Regions from separate parts of the Mus musculus genome. Here all the other regions are linked to region 1. The links are chromatin contacts, called in public Hi-C maps. All regions are on one chromosome and are shown on one strand. The core of a region is the stretch at or near the end of the contact, and the rest is flanking DNA. Distances in the headings are between cores, read along the strand shown. Region 1 has its middle 140 kb from the start of C230029F24Rik. Region 2 has its middle 710 kb from the start of C230029F24Rik. Region 3 has its middle 810 kb from the start of Mir6350.

Region 1 (2,818 bases), core at 186-2,685:
GGGGTCCCATTGTGTTCTATCATTTCCTATTATCAGTCAGAGATATTGTAAAAGTCTACTTCTCAACTCCTCTGAAGTTATTTTCCAGTTAGAAAGACCAAAAGTCATGTATGACATATATCTTTAGAATATGACTCTGCTTCATGAAGTTTTTGTTGGAGTCCTAATATCTTTTGGATTCACCCATGACCTAAAAGAAAAAGCAAGCAGAATGACCCTACAGAAAATCTAATAAAATTCAGAATAGTTAGTGTATAATAAATATGTACACACCTAACCTCTTTAAATAGACCATTTGACTACCATTTTTAATGTCATAGAAATAGGCAAATGCATCTCCAATGTGAACAAAATAAATGACATCATAATATTAATATTTGTAGTGATACAAAGTGATGAGAACAGCTATTGCCAAGACTCAATTAACCTATCTGAATTCCTAGGATAAATAATATTTTATTTCATAGGAATAATTTTACAAATACATTTTAAGTATGCACAACTAGCAGTTTTACAGAAATTGTGCATTAGAAAAAGGTATCATATGTGCACACAGGTATTGAGTTAGAAAATATGAAAACATTAATATTTATGTTTATATTTATGCAATATCTGTAAAGCATCGCTTTCATTTTTACCGTGTATTCACTTTTATATACACTTTGTAATATTTCTATTACCAGGATGAGCAATTTCTACTTGATAATATCCACATTTAATTAGTTTTAATTATAACTCATTTATATTCAGCATTATTGATTAGTATTTGTGTTCACATAAATACATAGAATGTGTTTTCCATATTTCTTTATCTTTGTCTTATGTTATAACTTATATGCTGTCTGTATATGTGGGTACGTATGTATGTGTATCAATTTTTATACTGTTCATATGTTTGTATTTGAGTGTATGAATTTGTTACAGAGGTATACATAGGTATGCATAGAGATCTATTATAATTGATTTTGACTAAACATTTCTGGTTTTATTCTTTCACAATTAATGAATTTTGGTTTTATATTGGATTGACAGCTAGTATTATGTAGGATTGGTTAAAGTGAAAATAATTTTAGATATATGTACTCATGCATTCAAAATAATACAACTGTGTTTGTTAAATCTATACTCTTACACAAAGTGGTAATAGTAGTATTACTGAGAACTACATTCCATTTTTACAATGCAATTTCAACAAAAATTATACACAAACACATGCACACATAAAGACAATGTGGAAGAAAGGTTATGTCTCCATGTAGGAAAGGTGCCTTTATTTTACTTTACCTCTCTATTATCTGACCCTAAAAATAGCCACTGCCTTGTTTTTCATTTTGTGTAATGTCAGTGTGAACCACAGATTTTGCAGGTGAAATGAATAGCTGCTTTGCTCAAAAAAAGACTGGCAATCAGCCCTGCATTCTGCTAAACCAGCATGCCGACCACCTTCTTGGCTGTAGTCAGGCAGCTATTTGGAAAGCTTTTAGTCATTATCTTCTTATGTGATATAACTGCCCACTTTTCAGCATGAGTCATTTATCATTCTTTTTTGCCAAAGAACTGAATTATCTAGGCTTTTTTTCATGATATCTTTTTGAAAACTCTGACACGACTTTAATGTCAGTATTTTTTTTTAACTAGAAAAGAACATATGCTATATTTTGAAAAGTGGCTGAACTTGACAGCATGAGAATTGACACTTAGAATATGTAATTTTCTAACATTGCCCCATGGGACGTATGTGTGTTTACTTTTCAGGCCTAGAAATGTAAAGCTTTCTACATAACACTTTTGAGATTGCATTAAAGATAGTTTAAAGTAAAACACAGACAAAAATTTGATCCATCTGGAGCCATTGGGTATGGAAAACACTTGGAAAGTACATTTACTTTAAAGCATGCTCATTACACCATATAAAACAGCAAGCAAACCATAGTAAGAGTTGCAGTTATTACATGAAAAAACAAATCTAAAAATCTTATCCTTTCTCTCAGGAGAATGGAGTAAAGATACAAAGGGTTATCGTTTAGGACACTTCACAATGCCCTTTAGAAATCCCTGCATAATGACAATCTGCACACAGACTATATCTTCTATATCTTACTCTATCTTCTTTATAGTTAGCCTGTTTTTTATTCTCCAGCCATGTAACTACTGTGTATTCACTTCAGTGATTAAGCTAGTCTCTCATGTTATTATACTTACTCACAGTCTCAGTTCAGAAAGGGCTATTCATCATAAAATAATTAAAACTTACTATGGTATCATATCCTCCTTTCATATTCTTGAAAACACACACAGAAAAATATACATACCCAGGCACACAGGAACATACTAAACACACACACAAAGAGAGAGAGGGGGGAAGGAGATGGAGAGGGGCAGGGACAGGAACAGGAAGGAGGAGGAAGAGGAGGAGGAGGGAGAGATGGAGGAGGAGGAGGAGGAGGAGGAGGAGGGGGAAGAAGAAGAAGAAGAAGAAGAAGAAGAAGAAGAAGAAGAAGAAGAGGAAGAGGAAGAGGAAGAGGAAGAGGAAGAGGAAGAGGAAGAGGAAGAGGAAGAGGAAGAAAAGAAAGAAAGAAAGAAGGAAAGAAAGAAAGAAAGAAAGAAAGAAAGAAAGAAAGAAAGAAAGAAAGAAAGAAAGAAAGAAAGAAAGAAAGAAAGAAAAAGAAAAAAGCCCAAAATGATCCCATGGTGCTTTCATGCTTTTAATGTGTACTACCTGAGGTCAAATCCTAAAGGAGAATTATATTTCATAATGTTCAATGAACACAGTTATTGTCTGTTTCATTCTGTTTGTGAATCCATACGTTAAAATAGA
Region 2 (2,700 bases), core at 27-2,526, 570 kb after region 1:
AGAGTAGCAGTAGTTCAGTTCAGTAGTGTCAGGATATCAACAGTTCTGTTTAAAGAGTGTCATAAAACGTGAATCAGCAACGAGTGAATAATCCAGCCTCAGTGAATTTGGCATGAGTCTTTAGGAGTGAATGGAACCAGCTGGAAAGCCAGGAGACGTTCTCTGCTGTGAATCACTCAATGAAGTGAAGATCAGCCTAAAGACACAAGATTATAGAAGCTTTGCATGGTTAGCTATGCAAGCCTCTCGTCACTGTCAGCTGGGTCCTTCTTTTATAATCCAAGCATCATGTGTCATTTCACAGGTCTTGATTTAACATAACATCACATGAGTATGCTTTAGCAAAACATCGCATGAGTCTGCATCGCATGACACAACCAGAAATTTCTACTTCAGAATGGTCCCTAGCACAACGCTCATCACAGATGCTTCATGAAGCAACTGAAAGGAGCAGATGTAGAGACACACTACGAAACATTACAAAGAGCTTCAGAGTCCCACAAAAAAGGGAGAGGAAGGATTGTGGGATCCAAAGGGGAAGAGGACACCACAAGAAATGGAAATATTTATACCCAAAATTGCTTAGACAAATAACTATGTTGTCCTTTTCTAGTTATTGTGACAAATGCTTGGAAAAATTTCAGGCACATAATCCATGACAGCCAGTCAAACTCTACCCTAGACACAGCAGAACATATGGTTATTATTTTTATAATGTGATAGAGAGTGTGTGTGTATCTGTTTGTGCTCATGTATTCATGTGCTCATGAGCACAGATGAGTCAACACAATGGTTGATTTTCCAGTGAGTTTGCCAGTCACTCTTCACCTTATATTTTTAAGGTAGAGTCTTCCTCATTCTGGAGCTTGGTAATTTACATAGACTGACTGTATGGAAGGCCCAACACTGTTCCTTCCTCTGCCCTCCACACACAGATCACAGGGTTTGTTTTGCACTGTTGCTTTTATTGTGGGTTGTAGAGATTTGGTGGGATAAAATACCATGACCAGAAAGCAAATTAGTGAGGAAGCAGTTCATTTAAGTCCATCATGAAAGCAAAGTCAGGGCTGAAGCTTAAGCAGCAGCCAAGAGGCAGGAACTGGAACAGAAACCATGGAAGAATGTATTCTACTGGCTTCCTGCTCTGGAATACTCAGTTTGCTTTCTTATCTGACTTAAAACAATAGACCTCGGTTTGCCAATGCCCACAGTGAGCTTGTCTCTCCCACATAAAACATCAATCAAGATATGCCCCAGAGGCTTACTCGCAGATAGGATACTCTGGTGTGGGAATATATGTGAGTTTCACTGTTTCCCAATGAATCTAGCTTGTGTCAAGTTCACATAAAACTAGCCAGCATATTTAAAAAAAATTTCTACTGAGCCTTCTCTGAGACTCAATATCATGTTCTTAATAAAACTTAAAAGACTGCAGTAGAATGTATTAATAACATACTGAAGAACCTGAGAATCCTGAAATGCTATATGACTTGGATAAATTATCATATATATTTATACAAATATACATTCTCTAGACATACATATTTATAAATATAGAAATCCACATATATACATATGTATATACATGCATATTTAGCAATGTAATGTTATTACACAAATAACACAAATTACATTAGATCATTGTTTGATGAAAAAATGGTCTTCTTTTTCCTCATCCATGTTACCTTCAAAATATACTATTGCATCTACTGACACTAAATATAGCTAAGCCTCATAGGACTAATAAGTTGGTCCATCCCTCTTCAGTGCCATCTGTCAAAAAGTAGAGGCTCTCAGCTCCAGAGACCAGCTGATTTCTGGCTTATTACCTGACTTTCAGTGGAATCTATAAATAGCGATTTTCTGTCCTCCTTGGCTTGTGGTGTTGCCATATGTTGGTGCTCTGACAAAGGCCAAAATCTCTACATCTCCGCCATTGTTTATCAACACCCAAATGGCCCATGTGTGACTGAAGCAACTGTAACCTGCATCCACATAATAGATTTTCAGGATAATTCATTTGTCTAGGTAGTGTTTTTTTTCTTCCTACAAATGTCATTAATTTTATGAACCTAGTTGCAGAGTTTGAAGAGCATATATGCACACAGTGCTAGTTGACTAATTAACTACCTGCTTTCTACTTGTGAAATGCAAAAGTTTAGAGGTAATCAGCCATGAGTGACTCCACCTCCACAGCAGAGACAAATTCTCATTACTAAAGTCTATCTTGGCAGTTGATTCTTCTCATTAATGATTGTTTTAGCCATTGCAGAGTGACAAAGCCCCGATTAATGAGATGAAAGAGGTGACCTGATGGGTGCTTCTGGAAGGGTTTCCAGACACATACAAAGATACACACACACACTGGAACATATAGTTTCATTTCCAGAAATGAGTGCCATACACTTACCGTGCCTGCAAATCACACTTAAAGCTGTGACAGGATTTTAGTACTTTAGAGAAAAGCTGGCTTGGTGTGGCATGCAAGTTTTTGATTTAAGATAAAATAGATCAGATATCAAATCAATAACTTTAAATTGGCATGCACCTCTGGTACAACACTGCCTTAGCATTTGTGAAGACACAAATTTGATGGTCCTCAGAAATAAACAGTAAGACTAAACAGGAAGAGGAAGAAGGAAGAAGAGGAACAGGAGGAGAAAACAGGAGAGGAAGACAGAATGGAAAGGAAAAGAGGGA
Region 3 (2,700 bases), core at 98-2,597, 820 kb after region 1:
TGCAACAGTACTGGTAGGTTGGTAAATCAATTCAGAGTGGAAAAGGAGAATCATTTTGCTATAGACCAGTGCCTAACAAAATTTTTTGGGCTTCCTATGAACCTATGAACTAGAATGTTAGAAAGTAAGTCTAGGAGTGGGGGGGGGGGTTCTCATTAAAAAAGTCCTCCAGTCTATGGTTGGGGATATGGCTCAGGGGACAAAATGCCTGCTGGGTAAGCACAGGAATGTAGATTATCTCTCAGCACCCAAGAAAACAAAGCATATGCCTTGATGTTGTATACAGAAACTCCACAGGAACAAACGTTCTACCAAGAGATTACCCAATTTAACTCCCCAAGAGAATAAGAGTCAGTGAAGGTCACTGTCTCAAACTCTAAAATACTGAGATAGAAGAAGGCAGTTGACATTGATATCTGATTTAAATATTGGCATGCACGCATGTGCATTTGTGCACACACACATAAATACGAATGAAGGATTAAAAAAAAAAACTGCAATGATAAACACTGCAGAGGTGCCTTGCAGAGTGTGTGGGAATTTTCTTATTTGTGGTTTCAAATGCAAATGGGTATATGATTACAACTGGCTATGATGAACAGAGTGGGGGTTCATGATTCATAGACAAAAGAATTTATCTGTCCACATCTTGGATGCTGTCCTCTCTCCCCAGGTTAAGAACAAGTAATGAAACCCTAAAAAGTTGTAGAGCCTTCAAACCTGGACTTCTAAACATTCAGAATTGTGAGAAGTGTGTGTGTGTGTGTGTGTGTGTGTATTAGAATGCCTACATGAATAAAAGGTGCAAGCTTTTTCAAAATCTACTTTCCACCTAGATAAACTGTTTTGTTTCAAGGCCCAGTCATAAGAGAACGAGGTTTTTGTTTTTGAATTTTTAGCCTTGTACCTTTACCCAGTGAGTTGTAGTTTGCTTTGTATGACAGATATTTTATACATACAGATACACATGTACACATACATATAGGATGTTTTTCATTTCCTATACATATATATATATACAGTTAAATAAATCTATCATTAACACTTGCATTTCCTCCCAGCATCTTTTTCAATTTGTTTCAGTTTCACTCTGTTTCATTTACTAGATGGTGAAGAATTCTTGACATTTTAATCAGTGCAATTTTAGTTATTGCTGTTACCCTTAATTGTTTGAAATTTGATGGTGTGATTAACTGTGGCACTCTAAGTGGAAAAAGGAATGTTTCATTTTCCAAGACAACATGTGTGCATTTTAGAGCAGTTTTCTCCTCTTGTCCTTCTACTCAAACCTTCTGTAACTGATCCAGCCATGCTGAGTTTTGGCACCGGCTGCTTCTGTCCATCTGTCATGGTGGAAGTTTGCCGGTTTTAAAATGTGATAAGACAACCATAGTCGAACATAAGTGCCAGCAGAATATAGACATGGTTTTAACTCTGCAACTCTAACCCTACTCTTTGGGCAAGACGCCAGGATGTCTGTGGCAGAGTTGACGTCTGGGGATGGTGCTACATTAAACTTCATGCTATGCTGAATTGCGTGCTTTGCTGATGACAAATTTGACTTTGATCATAACTGCGAAAAATATGGATAAGTATTAGTTTCATTAAAGGTGTATACTCTAATAAAGATGCATAAATCACTTCAGATTTCACCTGTGAAGGTTAGGCAGTGAACAAGTATGGGATATTATTATATTTTCAATATTGTAAAATGTTTTCAACTTCACTTTTATCATCTTCAATTTGTTTGACTCAGGGTTTTAAACTTTACATTCAAAGGTTAATCTTAGGAACAGGGAAAAGGCTCTGTGAGTAAGAAGGCTTTATGCACAAGTATGAGGAATTAAGTTCAAAATACCCAGAAACAAGTTATAAAGCTGAACATCTTTGTGCTCGTAGTGTAACCACAGCACAATGGGTGGCAAAACCAGGAGAATTGCTAAGATTTGTTGGCAGTCAGCTGAGCTGCAGATTTTGTGAGAGACCTTTTCCCACATGAATAAGGTGGAGAATAAGACAGAATAATATTCCAATGGCATCCTCTGGCAATGCAATTTCTCTCTCTCTCTCTCTCTCTCTCTCTCTCTCTCTCTCTCTCTCACACACACACACACTCACAGACACACACACAGACAGACACACACACATAACTGAAAGTGTTAGCTTGAAAATTTTTACTTTTGCATATAAAAAGCAATCTGACAATAGTTTGGCGAAAAGTCCAATGCACATAGAGCATAATTGGTAGTGAAAAATTAGAACAGGCTAGACACTTGTTTTCCTAAATTTTCTAAACTATCAGAAAATCACTGATGAATGAATATCAATATCTACAATACAACTTGGTAAAAATATCCTCAACCTGAGACTTACTGAACATAGATAATTAACTATGAAGGTGTTATATTTATATCGAAATATTTCACACAGTATGTGTTTTTTCTTAAATTTTTATGTATCAGATGTAATAATAGATATAAAATTGAAAAAAGTAACAATTTTCAGTTTATCATGACTCATGATGATAATACATCCTAATTACTTTACATAGGAATCTAAGCTAGATAAAGTAGTACTAAATCAATGACAGAAATACCTCTATAGATAAAAATGACTGATGTCTCGCCACATTAAAAACACCAATAATTTTAGCTGCTAAGCATGTTCATTGTTGTGGATTGAACAAATAAGAGTAGAGTG

What was found. A called contact is a pair of places that touch in the nucleus more often than the background predicts.
Region 2: a contact with region 1 is called in a Hi-C map of cerebellar granule neurons, with 2.2 times the contacts expected there. The contact joins two enhancer-like sites. A contact is called at or near these places in 3 of 484 Hi-C or Micro-C datasets (cerebellar granule neurons and cerebellum).
Region 3: a contact with region 1 is called in a Hi-C map of cerebellum, with 2.5 times the contacts expected there. The contact joins two enhancer-like sites. A contact is called at or near these places in 2 of 484 Hi-C or Micro-C datasets (cerebellar granule neurons and cerebellum).

Annotation. Positions count from the first base shown.
Region 1 is chr1:49,098,383-49,101,200 of GRCm38.p6, reverse strand. No RefSeq gene overlaps it. Among named protein-coding and RNA genes, the nearest start is that of C230029F24Rik, 140 kb to the left of the region's middle. Within about 2 kb of position 1,435, at least 2 of the 459 cell types and tissues checked have an H3K27ac peak or open chromatin away from gene starts, as enhancers often do. A contact at or near this core is called in cerebellar granule neurons and cerebellum, where this site is marked.
Region 2 is chr1:48,532,692-48,535,391 of GRCm38.p6, reverse strand. No RefSeq gene overlaps it. Among named protein-coding and RNA genes, the nearest start is that of C230029F24Rik, 710 kb to the left of the region's middle. Within about 2 kb of position 1,276, at least 2 of the 459 cell types and tissues checked have an H3K27ac peak or open chromatin away from gene starts, as enhancers often do. A contact at or near this core is called in cerebellar granule neurons, where this site is marked.
Region 3 is chr1:48,275,103-48,277,802 of GRCm38.p6, reverse strand. No RefSeq gene overlaps it. Among named protein-coding and RNA genes, the nearest start is that of Mir6350, 810 kb to the right of the region's middle. Within about 2 kb of position 1,347, at least 3 of the 459 cell types and tissues checked have an H3K27ac peak or open chromatin away from gene starts, as enhancers often do. A contact at or near this core is called in cerebellar granule neurons and cerebellum, where this site is marked.